2 separate regions of the Oryctolagus cuniculus genome follow, and region 2 is linked to region 1. The links are chromatin contacts, called in public Micro-C maps. All regions are on one chromosome and are shown on one strand. Each heading gives the region's core, a stretch centred on a gene start, on an enhancer-like site or on the middle of the called end of the contact. The rest is flanking DNA. Distances are from core to core; before and after follow the strand shown.

Evidence for each region. A called contact is a pair of places that touch in the nucleus more often than the background predicts.
Region 2: a Micro-C map of ear pinna shows a contact between it and region 1, with 6 times the contacts expected there. The contact joins two enhancer-like sites. A contact is called at or near these places in 5 of 6 Hi-C or Micro-C datasets (ear pinna, embryonic fibroblasts, psoas muscle and 2 more).

What each region holds. Positions count from the first base shown.
Region 1 is chr9:110,541,712-110,545,709 of mOryCun1.1, reverse strand. No RefSeq gene overlaps it. Among named protein-coding and RNA genes, the nearest start is that of GPRC5A, 19 kb to the right of the region's middle. Within about 2 kb of position 2,324, at least 4 of the 8 cell types and tissues checked have an H3K27ac peak or open chromatin away from gene starts, as enhancers often do. A contact at or near this core is called in ear pinna, where this site is marked.
Region 2 is chr9:110,602,652-110,606,867 of mOryCun1.1, reverse strand. All of the region lies in intron 3 of HEBP1 (heme binding protein 1), which reads left to right. LOC127492066 (a long non-coding RNA gene) reads right to left here. Exons shown (of 4, transcript XR_011378999.1): 4 at 3,493-3,647. Among named protein-coding and RNA genes, the nearest start is that of HEBP1, 21 kb to the left of the region's middle. Within about 2 kb of position 2,212, at least 6 of the 8 cell types and tissues checked have an H3K27ac peak or open chromatin away from gene starts, as enhancers often do. A contact at or near this core is called in ear pinna, where this site is marked.

The sequences.
Region 1 (3,998 bases), core at 1,075-3,574:
AGGAACAGTGTTTTTTCTTCTTACTGTTTGTTTAACTCTTTACTCAAGATATGGTTAATCTTATGGTATAAAGTAAACTGAAAGTAGATCATTGTAAACAGCCAGGGAATAGGAGAGCAAAAAGGAGGAAAGGTGGGAGTCTGGGCCGGAGGGAGTTTGGGGTGAGAAGTATCACTGTGTTCCTAAATCTGTATATACAAAGTACATGAAATTTGTTTACCTTAAATAATTTTTTTTAAAAATTCAACAGGCAAAAAAAATCACTACATGTTTTCCTATTTCAATTTTTTTAGTGAAAGAATGGCCGATCTTCTTGGAGAAAGTAGCAGCTTTTTTTTTTTTTTTTTTTTTTTTTTTTTTTTTTTTTTTTTTTTTTGACAGGCAGAGTGGACAGTGAGAGAGAGAGACAGAGAGAAAGGTCTTCCTTTGCCGTTGGTTCACCCTCCAATGGCCGCCGCGGCCGGCGCGCTGCGGCCGGCGCACCGCGCTGATCCGATGGCAGGAGCCAGGAGCCAGGTGCTTCTCCTGGTCTCCCATGGGGTGCAGGGCCCAAGCACCTGGGCCATCCTCCACTGCACTCCCTGGCCACAGCAGAGGGCTGGCCCTGGAAGAGGGGCAACCGGGACAGAATCCGGCGCCCCGACCGGGACTAGAACCCGGTGTGCCGGCGCCGCTAGGCGGAGGATTAGCCTAGTGAGCCGCGGCGCCGGCCCAGTAGCAGCTTTTATAATCACAGGAAACGGTGCTAGCGCCTACTGCTCAGGGTGTGGCTCCTGGGGCTCAACAGAGGAGGTTTTGGAATGGAGTTGATACAAATCCAGTGAGATTGATAGGTCATTATAGGGAAGAAGAAGGAGAAGCAGCTGGGACCACACAGCTCCGTACATGTGGGTGAACCAAACTCCGCTGAAGTTCATTTTCCTTCCTGTTGAAGATAGTGGTTGAACTTGGTGATTGAGACACATGGCTCAAGTTAGGGGGTTAGAAACACAGTTACTTCCAAAAACGTTCCAAGGACTCCCTCCTCCTGTGCTCTCCCACACACCACAGGGAGTGAGGGATTCTCCAGGGGTGTGGCCCCTGCCCCCTGGTTCCTCCACACAGAGAAGAGAGTGTGGAGTTCTGACTCGAAACTGGTCCCAAGGAAGTTGAAGGATTATCCCATGGGCCGGGGAAAATGAAGACGAACTCTTTGCCTCGTGTCGCGGTTCCTGCTTTGACAACCTACATTCCCAAGAAGCAAAGGACCTATAGTTAACCAGAAAACATCCGTTCTTGTCGCTCCCCCTCTTCGTGGAGGAACGACACCAAACCCTGCCTAGGCTTCATATCCGAGTCACGGCACCATTATGTCGCTCCCCCTCTTCGTGGAGGAGCAACACAGGACCCTGCGCTGTTCTTTCGTCTGCTCGGCCCTCCCCGGGTTTGCTGCTGGTTCTTCCTGGGTTGGCTACTATCCCTTCCACCTCCGTGGAAGGGCAGTTCCCCCTGGCCACATTCCCCACTTCCGCAGGGGAGCGGCACACCGCCGGCCGGCTCGTCTCGGGGGCTGCACAGGTGCTCCTTCAGCTAGATGTTCCCCTTAGATGTTCCTGGTGCATGCCGTCTCTCTCCTCCTTTATAGTCCTCCTCCGCCAATCCTAACTCGGCTGCCCACACGCCGAGTACGCTGCTCTCCAATCAGGAGCAAGTCCTACAGTTTATTGATTGAACTGGAGGCAGCTGTGCAGAAGCTGTTTTCTTCTCTCCCAGCGCCATATTGTGGGAGAGCAGATGCATAGAATAAGTCTTAATTCCAGTAACTTAGTCCAGTCCGGATTGCTCCCCACAGTTCTCACCCACTCCCTCTCCCCATGGCTTACGTAGAGGAGAGAAGACGACCAGAGGAGAAATCAAGGGAAGAAAAGGCAAATGGGCAAAGGAAAACAAGAGGAATGCTTAAAATATATGTCATTTCATTTCATTTCATCTGATTTTTTTTTACTCAATACTCCCTTGGGGAAAGGGTCTAGAACTGACCACATATCTACAGCAGAAAGAGCAGAGACCCAGAAATCTGGTCCTGGTGGTTTTAACTCCACCAGCCCTGAGTTTCCTCTTCTCCAAAAGGAGGGCCCAAACTCTCAAATCTTAGGTTCTGGAGTGTTCCAGAAAGATCAGGAAGGTTCTAGAAATCTGAAGGTTGCGGCACTCAGGGTCAAGCACCCACACATTTGCCACAAGGATGCATCTGTGCCCTTAGAAACTCCTAGAGCCAAGAAGGGCAAAGCTTTGGTCTGCCTGAACAGAAGGAATTCCAGAAAACAACCACAAGGCCAGGCCACAGAACTTCTAAGGGTAGCAGTCTACAAACCAAGGAGTCTCAGCGCTCCACACTTGAGAAAAAATTTTTTCTGCTGCTGTCGCCTCCCAGTCTGAAGTAATCCCATGTTTCACATGGGGCTGGGTGGTGAGTAAACCTGCAAACAACGGTAGCAACAGAAGGAGGCGGGCAAGGAAAGGAAAGACCAGCTGGGTACCGGTCAGCTCCTGGCAAAAAGTTCACATCTGGAAATAAAGGAAGGAAACTCAGGACGCACGGGGCGGGGGCGGGTGTGCAGCGGAATGGGGCTGACGCTTGCATGTCCAGGGTCAGCCTGAGCTCTCCGTTTTGGCACACTTTTTCAAACATGAAGCCAAGGTTCTCACCCTGTAAATATGACTTCACATTAATAACAGCAGCCTATGAGATGATTATCTGTAAAGACGCCAGACTGCATGCAAATAGGCCGGATACGCCTCGCAGAGTTTCACGAAAAGAAGACAAAGGGCAAAGAAATTCTGCCAAAGGACTGAGCACAAACACGCAAGGAAAGCCTTTTAAACGCCCCCCACCCCCACCCCTTGGCCTTTAGCTGCAGCTGGCTTCACAGAAAAGCAACTTTGCAGGTCTGTGGCTGACAGGGCTGAGTCCCTGAGGGCTCAAACCTGGGGTTTTACCGCCATCCAGTGGAAGCAGAGGGTATGGCAGCACTGCCCGGTGAATCAGAGGCACAGGTTCTTTCTCTTCTGACAATGAAAAATGACAAAGATCGTCAAGCTTTATTTCATTATCCCCACTTAGTTCCAAGGAGACAGCACTTTGTTTCCCTGCTATCAATCACCTGGCGTCCCCCAGGCACCAGGCGGGGCTACGCTTTCAGCACGATCTAATGCAGCCCAGCTGGAGATGGGGGCGCCAGGAAGAGCTTTGGACTCCTCTTCTCCAAGGCGAAGAGCCCCTGAAACATCGTCTCAATAACAGAGGAGTTTAGACATGTGCAGAAGACGTGAGACCTGGAGATGAGCTGACAGCCAAGGGCGGTGACAAGTGCTTCTGGAGAATTCACTGAGGCCACAGCCCACTTGCTCAGTCTCACTGACCACTTTTTTTCTTAGAAAGAAAATACGTTCCCAGGGATGGCTGCCATTCCCAGATCCTATTAAGTTTGGGGATTTAAAAAAAAATTTTTTTTTATTTATTAGAGAGGTAGACAAAGATCTCCCATCCACTAGTTAACTCCCCCAAATGCCCACAACAGCCATGGCTGGGCTGTAAAGGCAGGAGCTGGGAAATCAATCCAGGTCTCCCGGGTAGGTTTCAGGGACCCAACGATTTGAGCCATCACCTGCTCCCTTCCAGAATGCTCCTTATCAAGGAACTGGAAGTGGGGGCAGAGCCAGGACTCAAACCAAGCACTCTGATATGCACACAGGCATCCCAAGCAGCATCTAACCACTGGACCAAAGGCCCACCCTGCTCTCCAGTTTTGTAGAGGGGCAGCCATGTGGATACAAAGGTCAGGCAGACTTTCCTGCCTGTTAAGAAGACCCTGTGGCCGGTGTTGTGGACAGTGGGTTAAGCCGCTCCCATGGTGCCGGCATCCCGTATCGGAGCACAGGTTTAGTCTGACCTTGCTGTTTCCGATCCAGCTTCCTGCTCACATACCTGGGAAGGCAGCGAAAGGTGGCCTGGGTAC
Region 2 (4,216 bases), core at 963-3,462, 61 kb before region 1:
TACTGTGTTTTTCAAGATAAGAACTGGTATCCATGGATTGAAGGTATAGGGAAGAATGTTTCTTTCTTACTTTTTAAAGATTCATTTATTTATTTGAACATTTGAAAGGCAGCATTACAGAGAGAGAGACAGAGAAAGAGTTGATCTTCCATCCTCTGGTTCACTCCCCAAATGACCGCAACAACCAGGACCAGGCCAGGCCAAAGCCAGGAGCCAGGAACTACATCCAGGTTCCTGTGTGGGTGGTAGGGACCCAGGTACTTGGGCCATCTTCCCAGGTGCATTAGCAGAGGACTGGATTCAAAGTGGAGTAGCCAGGACTTGAATTGGTTCTCATACGGGACGCTGGTACCACAGACAGTGGCTTAACTCGATTCACTGCAACACCAGCTCCAGGGAGGAGTGTATCTACTGAAAAATAAAAGCATTGTGACAGAAGGTATCTGACACAACTGGACACATGGCCAGGCAATGAAGTCCTTGCCCTAGAGGGATTCCAACCCCACCTGGAGAGACATGTGACAATTCTGCTGAGGCGGAATGTCTGGTTCTGTTTGGCAAATATTGATTGAGTGCTTCTAATCAATCTTTAAGCCACCTCCAAAAGCTTTGCCAGTGGAAAGGTTGTATATCTTAAACCTAATCAATCACCATTTCATTTCATTTTCCCCAGTTGTCCCACAAGCCTTTTGCAAACTCATCCTTGCAAGGGGCTTCCGTCACCACATCGGCATGGGTGATGCCCAAGTCAGCACACTGAGGGCTGCCTTTTCTCCAAGCGGCAGCCTCACATTGCCAGCTCCCCAGGAGGCAGCACCAGAGAAGGCTCCACAAGCATCTTCCACATCAGTGTGTCCCAAGCAGAACTCAGATCCTCCCAAACCTGGAGCCTATCTGTGTTCTCTGATTTTCCAGAAGTCCCACTCAGCTCCCACGTGGTTCTGACTTTTTCAACTTCTACACCTAATTCTTGGCCTGGTCCTATCATCTCCCCATTGTCCCTTCCTTCCTGTCAACTCTGCCACAGGTCTTCATCACCACTTACCTAGCAACTGCTGTGACCGACTGGTTGGTTTCCAGTGCTCCCTCCAAATCATTATTTTATCTTCACTAGCCTTAAAGCACAGCACGAATTATGTCACCTCCGCTCTTCTCAGAAACTGAGCCTTCTGCTGGGCATTTGGCACCTCAGTTAAGACACATGCATACGATACCAGAATGGCTGGGTTGGAGTTCTTGCTTTTCTTCCAATCCAGCTTTCTGCTAATGGGCACCCTGGGAGGCAACAGGCTCAAGTACTTGGGTCCCTGCCACTTGTATGGGAGACCAGATTGAGTTCCTGGTTCCTGGCTTCAGCCCAAATTGGCTTTGGCTATTGGGGATATTTGGGGAATGAACCAGTGGTTTGAAGATTTTCCTCTGTCTCTCTTTCAAATAAAATGAAAATAAATAAGTAAAAATGGGTTTTTTCAAAAGGAAAAAAAAGAAACTGATCCTCCCCAGAGGCTGATCAGCCCTGGTTGTGGGCCTCAGGGCTGCCCCAACCTCAGTACACATTGGGTTTGTACCAACACCCAAGATAGCAATGAAGCATTCCATTCCCACAAGGAGGGTGGTGAGTGGACTTTGGGTCCCTGATAGCATACCAGACAGTAAAGCCTACTAAAAATGCCAGGTCTTGGTATTTACTTCCCCCACAACACAGCCCCCTCTGACTGTCCATCTGATCTCAGAGCATCCCACCCACCAGCTCCCACTACCTCTCAACAGGTCCCCTCTCCACCTGCATCCCCTCCAGACCTTTGTTCATCCTTATCCAGCTCCTCTCAACACCATATCCCCTGCCTCCCCCAGTCTCTGCTTGTTGGGAGCTCTGGGAGGCCAGGAATTTTGTCACGTTGTTCATTGCCAGCATCTAGAAAGATGCTTAAAAAACAATGGCTGTGGCTGGGACAGTTCCTACTCTGATATTCCCTTTACCTTGCACACAGCTGCATGCCCAGCCAATTCTCTGCCACCGTGCATTGACCTGTTGAGTGTTAAAGTTTTAGACAAGCCCAGAGGCACTCTATTTCTCTTTCTTCTTCACAGCTTGCCTGCACCAGACACTCCCTAAAAGACAACACATGATTTTTGGCCTCCTTGGACAAGAGCCTCCCTCCTTGGTTAGCCAAGTCTTACTAATGCAGCGTCATCTTCCTCCCACCCTAACTCCTCCAGCCCTTTTCAGTCAGCTCCCTTTGTGTTTCGGGAATCCAGGGCACGCTTATGTTTGATTCCTTTGTTCCCATGGTAACCTGATTCTTCGTTTTGGCACTGGCTGAGATAAAATATAATGCCCTGGAGGAGAGCTTCTTTGAAGAGAGGGAGTTAGAGACTTATTAACAGACTTACAAAAGTAAAGTCTATGCTTTGTGTTTATCTCCTCTCAGGAGCTCAAAGCACTTTATGAGCATTCCTGAACTCACACTCAGACACGCTTTTGAACGGGGAGAGCTGGGGCACTGTGTCATTCTCCCTGTGCGGACAGGAAGCCAGGGCAGGGAGGAGGGAAGCCACCTGTCCAGGATCATGGCTGAGTGCCCCTAGAGCTGGGCTTCCTTCATACTCTGGGGCTGAGTTCCTGGTAGGCATTTTTGCGCAGTTCGGTAATTGGAATTAGCGTGAACTGGGCTAAATGAGCAGAGAGAAGTCGTGGGGTTCTTGTCTTCACTCAAGAATTTAGGCCTGAGACAGAGAGCAAAGTAACAAGGTTTTACTGGGACAGGACATCCGTCAGAATGGAAGGGGCAGAGGTGGAGTGCCGAGGTTACATGGTTAAATGGAGAGAATACCCCTGACAGGCAGGCTGGCGGCCCAGCGGAGAGTGCAGTCTTTGTTTAGACTCCCAGTTTTTAAGGGAGTCTCTTTACGCCCTCCCCTTCTCCAGGACAGAGGGTTTGTTGGGTGTAAATTAGGAAACTCCTTCCCAAGTTTGTTATCAGCCAGAGGGAGTCTTGCTGCACCAGGCCAAGGGGCTTTCCCCTGGGGTGCCTGCCCAGGAGGAAGGATGTTTATCATGCCAGGTAACCCATTTGGTGCTGAGGAGAGAGAACTTGGGGGAAGGGCTGGGATCACCTGGAAGGTTACCAGGGCCTGGGCAGGACTTTGAAGTGCAGTGCAGATGCTGGATTGCTGTGGATATCAATTTCCTCAGGCCCTCTCACACACACATAGGCTAATTTCTAACTTCTACCTAACATTTCCATCGCCCACCCAGCTTTGTTCATTTTCTAGTAAAATCCTTCCATGATGGGCTGGACCTTTAGCTTGGTGATTCAAACTTGCCAAGTCTCACATTAGAATGCCTGGGTTTGATTCTCAGCTCCCACTCCTAACTCCAGCTTCCTGCTAATGCAGACCTTAGGAGGCAGTGGTGATATTCAAGTAGTTAAGTTCCTGCCACTCATATGGGAGACTTGGCTTGAGTTTCCAGCTCTGGGCTTCTGCCTGGCCTAGCCCTAGATTTTGTAACTATTTGGGGAGTGAACCAGAGGATAGGAGCCCTCTTGGATTCTCTCTCTCTCCCAGATTTTTTTAAAGATAAAATGCTCCCTCGATGAAACAACAGGGACATTCTTACCTTAATTGCAAATATTTCAGTCTGCCTGGAAATAAATACAAAGAATGAGGATGACGCAGGAGTTTGGTGCAGTGATTAAGACACCTCTTGTGACACTCACATCCCATATCAAAGTGCATGCGTTTGAGTCTTTGAGTCCCAGCTCTGCTTCCAAGTCAAGCTTCTGCTAATGTGCACCCTGGGAGACAGCAGGTGATGGCTCAAATACTTGGATCCCTGCCACCCACATAGGAGACCTGGATGGAATTCCAGGCTCCTGGCTTCAACCCCAGCCTAGCCCTGGCTAGCATGGGTATTTGAGGAACCAGCTGGTAGAAGATATTTCCCTCTCTCTCTTTCTCTCTCTCTCTCTCTCTCTCTCTCTCCCTCTTTACCTTTCAGATAAAATGAAAATAAATAAAAATTTATGAAAAAAACACAAGCTATTAAAAACTTTAAAAAGAATAGGGGGTTCTCCAGTAGTGAATTGTGACCCTCACCCTGTCGCTCTCTGCTGGGTCTCCTTTTACTTCTCCGATAGGTCCTTCTAGGAGTCCCCTGCTTAGTCCTCTCTCTCCACCCCCCAGTTGGGCATTAGAGTTCCCAGGAGCATAA